2 separate regions of the Ovis aries genome follow, and region 1 is linked to region 2. A link is a contact called in public Hi-C data. All regions are on one chromosome and are shown on one strand. Each heading gives the region's core, a stretch centred on a gene start, on an enhancer-like site or on the middle of the called end of the contact. The rest is flanking DNA. Distances are from core to core; before and after follow the strand shown.

Region 1 (4,170 bases), core at 1,207-3,706, 100 kb before region 2:
CAAACAAGGAGTCACAAAGTTTCCGTTGTATCTTTCTTTGGGAGGGAGTAACAGCACCCATTTCTGAGCCTTGTTAATTAATCCTTAAATTCAGTAGTAGTCTTCGTGTGAGTATGTGCTACGCAAAGTCTAAATTGTCAAGTTTCAACAATAACGCTTGTGTAAAATAATGAAAGAGGAAGGAGGAGGAGAGATGAAGCAGGAAGGAAACCTGCATGGGTGTTGCAGTGTTCACTGCTCTACCTGGCTGTTTGGCAGTAGTTGATAATTATGCATTTACTATCCTCTTACTCATTCCATATGTTTTTCGCCCACTTCAACTGATTAGCCTTCTTTACCTTGACATCTGAATTCTCAGTAGACCTGCCTTTCTTTGAATTGCTGTGTTTTTTCATGAACTTGTACTTTTGGAGCTAGAAATACTAAGATGTCTTGGAGAATCCACCCTGGGGTCCAGCCATGGTTCTTCCTGACCCTTTGGAAGGCAGCAGCCCAGTTTCGCCTTAGCTGGTAGAGTATCCTCCTCATTTGCCTTCTGGTTCAGCAGCTTATGGAGCCCCCAAATGGCCAGGCGGCCGTCTCGCCTTTCCATTCATTGTGCTTCATTTTCTCCTCTAATTGCAAGCATTCTTCCCTTTCAAACCAGGCCCTGTGACCAGCAGGGGTGGAGTGTGTTATTAGGGTAACAGAGTGGCCGCTCTCTTACCCCTTGATTCCTGGACCAGCTTCTTCTGACTTGGGAATGTTCTTACAATTGTTGTCTTCAGCAGGCCCTTCCATCCTGCTCTTGGGCCAGGATGAGCTGCTCGTAGGGAATGGGATGTGTCTTGAAACTGGTGATTCCAAGTGTTGACAGACACACTCTATGTGTCGTGGTACCATGTTGAGGAGAGAGGACAGGTACATGTGGGGTTTCCAGCTGTAGGCGTGAGCCGTGGTGGTCCTGAAGACGGTTTAGGGGCTCTGACTGTCCCCCTCCCTCCTTCTTACATTTCCATTTCCTCACTCCCTTCCTTTTTTCTTCTCTTCTTTCCAGTGAGCTAGAATGGACTAGAGAGGCTGGGACAGAAAATGATACAGTAACGCATGTTGCAAGGGTACATATTTGGGGGGAAGTATTCTTCTACACACAGATATCATGATTTAAATTCATTTCTTAACGTAATTCAGGGTGACAGTACTTTGGAGACATTGAGCCTGTGGGGTTCTTGCGTCCGGCACCCCCTCTGGTTTGTCAGCCCCAGGCCACACGATGTCAGTGTTGGCCCAGTGCTCCTGTGGTCCAGCGCACCAGGACGGCTTCCTGTGGGGACCTTGTTTACGTGCAGCAAGATCAAGGGATGGTGGTCATGAGTGAGATCACCTATAAACTCAACCTTTAGAGTTGTTGAGATGATTAAGTGAGACCGTGTGACCAAATTTCTGTGTTCAGCCTCTGGTACGTAGTAGGAATTAGGTACACGTGACAGACTCTGTGAGAGATGTGCCCAGCACTGTTTATATAAAGTTTTTCTTAAGATTTACCATAGAATTTATTTATTTTTAAACTATAAATCCCCTTCATTGTCTAGATGACTAGAGTGCCCTAAGGAGAGCCCATTCTGTGATTTGAATAAACCTTCAGCTACCCCGTTCATCATCTCTCTCTTTCCATCCCTCCTCTGACTTTTTTTCCAAATGGAATTTTTTTTTTTGGACCTTGAAAGCCTTGTGGTTATAGCAGAGATGAAAATTTTGTGGGGAAAGATCTGCAAAATAAATTTCTTAGAATGAATTGGGATAGATGGCTCAGCCCTCAGGCCCAGACCTTGCCTCACAGAATGAATGAGCCAGAGTTATTGACTCAACAAAGACTTCCCTGAAGTGCTCTGTGAATTTAATAAAGCTGGATAGCTCTAACTGGCCATTATTGAAGAAGTCATCTTACCTACCATTCCCTTCTGAATTCTCAGCGCCAGGAATGCTTTTGGGAATTCACTGTGTTGGAGACCGTCATATGCTTTGGAGAGAGAACTCTGTCGAGGATAGAGTGCCTTCAGGAGAAATTCAGCTTTTTTAAAAAAAATAAGCTATACATATAATATAGTGATTCACAGTTTTTAAAATTTAAACAAATAACTGCATTTGTAGTTATTATAAAGTATTTGCTGTATTCGCCTTGTAAAGTATATCCTTGTAACGTATTTTACAGGTAATAGTTTGTACCTCAATCCCTTCCCCTTATATTGTCCCTTCCCCGGTCCCTCTCCTCAACTGGTAACCACTAGTATATTTTCTGTATCTGTGAGTTGTCTTCTTTGTAATACTCTCTAGTTTGTTGTATATTTTAGATTCCACATACAAGTGATATCACAGTATCTGTCTCTCTGTCTGACTTGTTTCGCTAGGCGTAATACCCTCCGAGTTCATCCAAGTCGCTGCAGATGGCGTCGCTTCCTCCTTCTTTCGGCCGAGTAGTGTTCCATTGTGTGTGGGTGCCGTGTCTTCTTTGTCCATTCATCTGCTGCTGGACACTTGGGTCTTGTTCATATCTTGGCTGTTGTAAATAATGCTCCAGCGAACGTTGGGGTGCCTGTATCTTCAAATAGTGTTTTTGTGTTTGGGTATATACACAGGAGTGAGATTTTGAGCTGCAGTGTTTTTGAAGTATAATTGCAATAGTTTTTAAAATGGCAGACAAATTTTATGTTTATGTTTTCCTTATTTCCTTTCCTTACTCATATTGAGACAGTATTTCTATACTGACACAATGACAGTACAATTTTTAAAATATTCAGCTGCTAAAATCCAAGATACGCGTACTTGAAGTGTTTCGGAATCTGAATTTTGTCTCTCCTCACATGTGAGAACAGCTCTCCAATAGCTGTAACTCCACGTTTGAAGCACGTGAACTGTTTTCACGAGTGTCTGGGTGCTCGGTGGGTCCGTCATGTCCGAGTCTTGGTGACCCCCCTGGATGGGTAGTCCGCCAGGCTCCTCGGTCCATGGAATTTTCCAGGCAAGAATACTGGAGTGGGTGCTTTTTCACACAGATTATGCTGTGTACCTTTTCCATTGTTTAAGCTCAGTATACCTTGTGATTTTTTCAGATGCCTGCCTAAAACAGCGTTTCCTGAGAGGAGGCTGGTGGAGACCTCTCACTTAGCCCTCATGCCTCTGCCCTGCTGCCTTCTTTTTCACCTCGTGTCTCATTTGCAGTTTGGGCCTTGGCACTCGCTGTAGTCATTGTGCTCTTCTGCGCCTCCAGCCCCCTCCATTGCGCTCCTCCCCACCAATGTGTTTAGTAAGGATGAAAAGCTTTGCAAATAGCTCTTTTGGCAGCTTCTCATATTTGACAAAGCAGCGGCATTTGTGGGTTTATTGGTTTCTCTTAAAAAAACTGAGCTCCCCTAGAAACCGTGGTTTTGCTCCATGACCTTCTGTAACTGTGATTGAAGTTCCGACTTCGCCTGCAGCTTCCTGAGCTGAGGGGTAAATCAGCACCTGTATAAACGCTCTTGTTTCATTCGTTTTTGTAGTGTGAAATGAAGAAGAAGTTGTCTATCAGTGAAGAATTTCAGTCTCAGCTTTGTTTTTTTTCAGTGATGGTACATAGTTTGAAGTGTTTTTCTAAGAAGTTCATTACCAAGTGTAATGAGGAAATACCATAGTTATTAGTTATAGAAATTATAGTACATAAGTTAATTTAATATAAACTAGTTAAAACAGAAGGAAAATGGGCATATGAAGCCTGTTTCTTGGGCTTATCTGTCCTTTGTGAGGGGTGGGAGGAGAGAATGGGAGGTAAGACTAGTTACCCTGCTGAGTTTCCTTTTATTTCATATCAGTTGTTCCTGGAAGTTATAGGAAATCTGTGCCTAGTAGTAAGTTGGTTTTCTATTGTTTTAATGTATATATAACGTATCATATACATAACATAACATTTACCATCCTTTTAGGTATGTTTGGTGGCCTTAAGTACTTTCACATTGTTGTGTAACCGCCCATCTTCAGCACTCTTTCATCATTACAAACTCTGTTTCCATTAAATAACAGCTCTCCATTTCCTCTTCCCCTCAGCCCCTGGAAACCACCATTCTACCTTTTGTTTTGTTTTGTTTTTTGGCCAAGCCTCATGGTTTGCAGGGGTCTTAGTTCCCTAAGGGTCGGATCTCTGCTTTCCACAGTAGA
Region 2 (3,835 bases), core at 1,002-3,501:
TCTTTCTCTGTGTTGATTACAAAAAGGGTACTCAGTACCTCGTAGAGCATCACCAAGGAGCTACACCTAAGCAATTTTGCTTTTCTGCAACAAAATCAAGAAAAATGGAAATCAATGACTAAGGAAATATGGTAAAGTTGGAAAGGAGGCTGCCAAGAGAAAAGCAAAACTAGTGTAAAAACTATCCAGGAGAGAAGTAGGAGAAGAGAAAGACCAGAATTAATAGTAAAGAGAAGCAATGGAAGGGAGGTGGGATGGGCAGGAGAGATAAAATTAAATCAGGGGAAATGCTGACTGTCATAAACCTGAGGCTGAAAAGATGTCCAGTATCGTGAGGCCGAGAACACTTTCTGCTCTGAGCGAGAAACCCTGGGGATTTGAGAAAGTTTCCATCCTTTCCAGCTGCATCCCAAATCAGAACTCACTGCCCCGATTCTGGGTGGTTATGTAAAAAATCTCTGATTCTCTGGGTGAGAAAAATGACCCAGGAATGTTAAGTGAACCAGCCCCTCAGAATTTAAATGCAGGGAAATTATTAGATGTGATGGAGAGTCTTAACTCACCCAGCTACCTGGGTGCTGGTCAGAATGAGAAATGGTTTTTACGTCAGGGCATCATTGTGAGTTATTGAGAGAGATTGTGGCTCCTTTCATTTTGAAACAATCACTGTGTGTGTATTTTTCTCTCAGTCATTTAAAAGACGATTTTTCCACCTGATTCAACTTGGTGATGGGTCCTACAATTTGAATTTTTATAAAGATGAAAAGATCTCCAAGGAACCAAAAGGATCAATATTTCTCGACTCCTGTATGGGTGTGGTTCAGGTAAATATGAAACAAGTTTTATCATTGAGTTTTCTCATTTATAAAAATACTGTCTATGAATTAGCAGATTTAAGCAAACACTTCCAAAAATGGCTATATTTGTGGTAGAAACATAATGGCAGATGTAAAAATTGAGTTTGTTTTTCATCAGTTTAGAAGACAGTGGGTGCGAGACAGGCAGAATTATGTTGTAGGAGGCCTGAGTGCTCTGGCAAATGCTTTTCTTCTTAAAACCTGGCTCATCTACTTTTTAACTGTGTGACCTTGGACCAGCTATTGACTGAAGTTTGTTCATATGCAAAATTCAGATAATGATATTTCCTTAGTAGGGTAAAAAAGTTAAAGGATTGGATGAATTAACTTGGAAATATTCAGGACAGTTCTTAGCATCTCAGTGATGACTTTTATTATCATATATATTGATCAAGAAGTTGGGTTTCAGGTGCAGACTGAGTTCATATCCCCATTCTACCACTGACCAGCTCTGTAACCTTGGAGATATGATTTAACTTCTCTGCACCTCAGTTTCCTCATTTGTTAAATGGGGCTAGTGATAGCACTGAATGTGGTTATGGAGAGGATTAATCAATACATGTAAAGAGCTTAGAACAGTGCTGGCACTTGGTAAGCATTCAGCCAATATTAGGTATTTTTGTTGCCATAAGTGCTGTTACAGTTGTAGAGTGAATCTTAAATGTTATTTTAATTATACATAAGAGATGGCACTAGTGGTAAAGAACCTGCCTGCCAGTGCAGGAGATGTAAGAGACATGGGTTCAATCCCTGGGTCAGGAAGGTGCCCTGGTGAAGGACATGGAAACCCACTCTAGTATATTTGCCTGGAAAATCCCATGGACAGAGGAGCCTGGTGAGTTACAGGCCATAGGATCACAGACTGGAGTGACTTAGCACACACGCAGTACATGAGCATGTTAATATTATAGAAGATTAGATAGTACAGGTAGTGCAGAAGTCCCTGTTGGCCCCCATCTTTCCCTTTCTCAAAGAGCTGCCGTTAACAGTTTGATGTGGCTCCTTCCGTACCTGTGCGGAATTGCCTTTGAAAGCAGGTTGGCAGTTTCTCCATCTGCACCTTCATCCGTCCATCCACTTATCCCCTCCCCTCCCATTTCCCAGGAAGATCTAAGGTAGCAATTTACAAAGATACCAAAAATATAGGATATTATAAATTTAAAGTGGGTGTGAAAGGTGAACCAGGAGTCAGAGTAGGGAAGAGACGAGGTGGGATTAATTTGAGGGAAAAGCATATATTTTAAAGAACTAATGCCTTCTATGGGTGGGTGACACACTGGCTCTGTGCTTTCTAGCTCGGAGACCCGTTTGGTTGTACAGTGTCTGTAGATACAAACAACCCAATTAGTCAGAAGCTGCCCGAGTAATCTCAGAATGAAGCCCATTCAGACATTTCTCTTAGGGGCCCTCATACAGAGAGCACTGTGTGATTAATGAACAATCTCCTTGACGACTCCTCACAATAGACGCAGTCACCGTGATCAGAGAATGCTTCCTTAAAATGAGTCAGTATCTGCTGATGACATCGGCCCAAAGCTCGGTCCTTTAAGAAGGGTTGTTTTGTGGGGCCAGTGTAACTAAGGTTAGAGACACAGCTCTCTGGTTTGGCCCTTGCTTATGTATTGACACGTTTATTTAGAATTAAATTTTGTTTTCATCCAAAATAGTATGTTCATTTGGTTTAAATGTCAAAGAGCACAGAGAGGAAGCACTAAAGGTACATTCCTGCCAGTATCACCCTCACTTTGCCCACTCCCCACTCCCTGAAATGATCATTTTCAACTTTTCCCAGTATTTTTAAATTTTTTCTGGGCTCTATGTCCATATTGCTAGATAAGGAATGTTCGCTTCTCTTTGTTCATCAACTGTAGATGTTATGTGATGCTAGAGAGGATTTCAGCTCCTGCAGTCCTCCTTCCTGATCTAATCTGATGGTGACTCTGTACAGTCACCATCCTGAAAATTCCCTTTGCCTTCCTCCCTGTGTCAGAGTCCCTGTTTTCAGGATCCTGTGTCATCTTCTTTCACCCTTTGCTTTTTTACTTGAGAGGAACACATCCTCCAATTGCTTCCTGGGAAATTATTCATAGGATCTTAGTTTTTTAGTTAGTGTGTCTACAAACACCTATAGTTTTGCATTCATACTTGATTGACAGTTTGGCTGGGTATCAAAATCCAAGGTGAAATTTACCTTAGTTAGACATTGAAGATCTTCCATTGTCTTTTAGGTGCTAGTGTTATTTTTGGAGTCTGATGCCATTCTTATTCCCTATTGATCTTCTCTTTATCCCTAATGGATGGTAACCTGAAGTTTAGGTTATTGTGTCTTGACTTTGTTTTTGTTTTTAGTAGCTTTTTTGGTGAAGCATAACATAAACAGAAACCACACAATGAATGTGTTGTTACTAAGTTTGGGTCTCTGTTGTCTGTGTGTGCTGAGAACTCTGATCTTGTTCTGGAGACTCTGTCCTGCATGTTCTGTTCACCTACATCTTGTGAACTCTGGACAGTCTCTTCAGTCAGCAGAACTGTTGGACTCTGTTCAGGCTCACCTTTCTGGGTCCAGGCAGAGAGCTAAGGTGCTGATAGGGCTCACCTCATTCATTTCCTTTATCGGAGATCATAGGGCTGCACTGATGGTTGCAAAATATCTAGAAACAGTTGTTTCATCTCTTTTGCCCAGTTTTCTAGTAGTTAATAATGGGAGAAGAAGTCCAGACTTTGTTGTTTCATCACAGTGAGCATGGAAGTTAGGGGTCCAGATGGGTCCAGACTCAGATGGCTGCAGGTGCCAAACCAATAAGTTAGGTGGAAGAGGTGTGCTTGTAAAGCAATGCGGAATGCTGGGGACTCTGACGAACTGGAACACAAGGGCTCCCTTCAATGGGGAGCTGATGCTGCTGGTGGCCCTGCCAGCTCAAGGCTGCTAGATCATCTGAGTTTTTTTTTAGGAAAACCAGAAATACAAAATTTTAGTT

Evidence for each region. Hi-C and Micro-C count contacts between places; a contact is called where the count stands out from the background.
Region 1: a contact with region 2 is called in a Hi-C map of hypothalamus, with 2.9 times the contacts expected there. The contact joins two enhancer-like sites. A contact is called at or near these places in 3 of 16 Hi-C or Micro-C datasets (hypothalamus and tail adipose tissue).

Annotation. Positions count from the first base shown.
Region 1 is chr10:75,281,862-75,286,031 of ARS-UI_Ramb_v3.0, reverse strand. All of the region lies in intron 1 of DOCK9 (dedicator of cytokinesis 9), which reads left to right. Among named protein-coding and RNA genes, the nearest start is that of DOCK9, 62 kb to the left of the region's middle. Within about 2 kb of position 2,456, at least 8 of the 54 cell types and tissues checked have an H3K27ac peak or open chromatin away from gene starts, as enhancers often do. A contact at or near this core is called in hypothalamus, where this site is marked.
Region 2 is chr10:75,179,032-75,182,866 of ARS-UI_Ramb_v3.0, reverse strand. DOCK9 (dedicator of cytokinesis 9) reads left to right here. Exons shown (of 53, transcript XM_060394649.1): 7 at 690-824. Among named protein-coding and RNA genes, the nearest start is that of TRNAW-CCA, 140 kb to the right of the region's middle. Within about 2 kb of position 2,251, at least 10 of the 54 cell types and tissues checked have an H3K27ac peak or open chromatin away from gene starts, as enhancers often do. A contact at or near this core is called in hypothalamus, where this site is marked.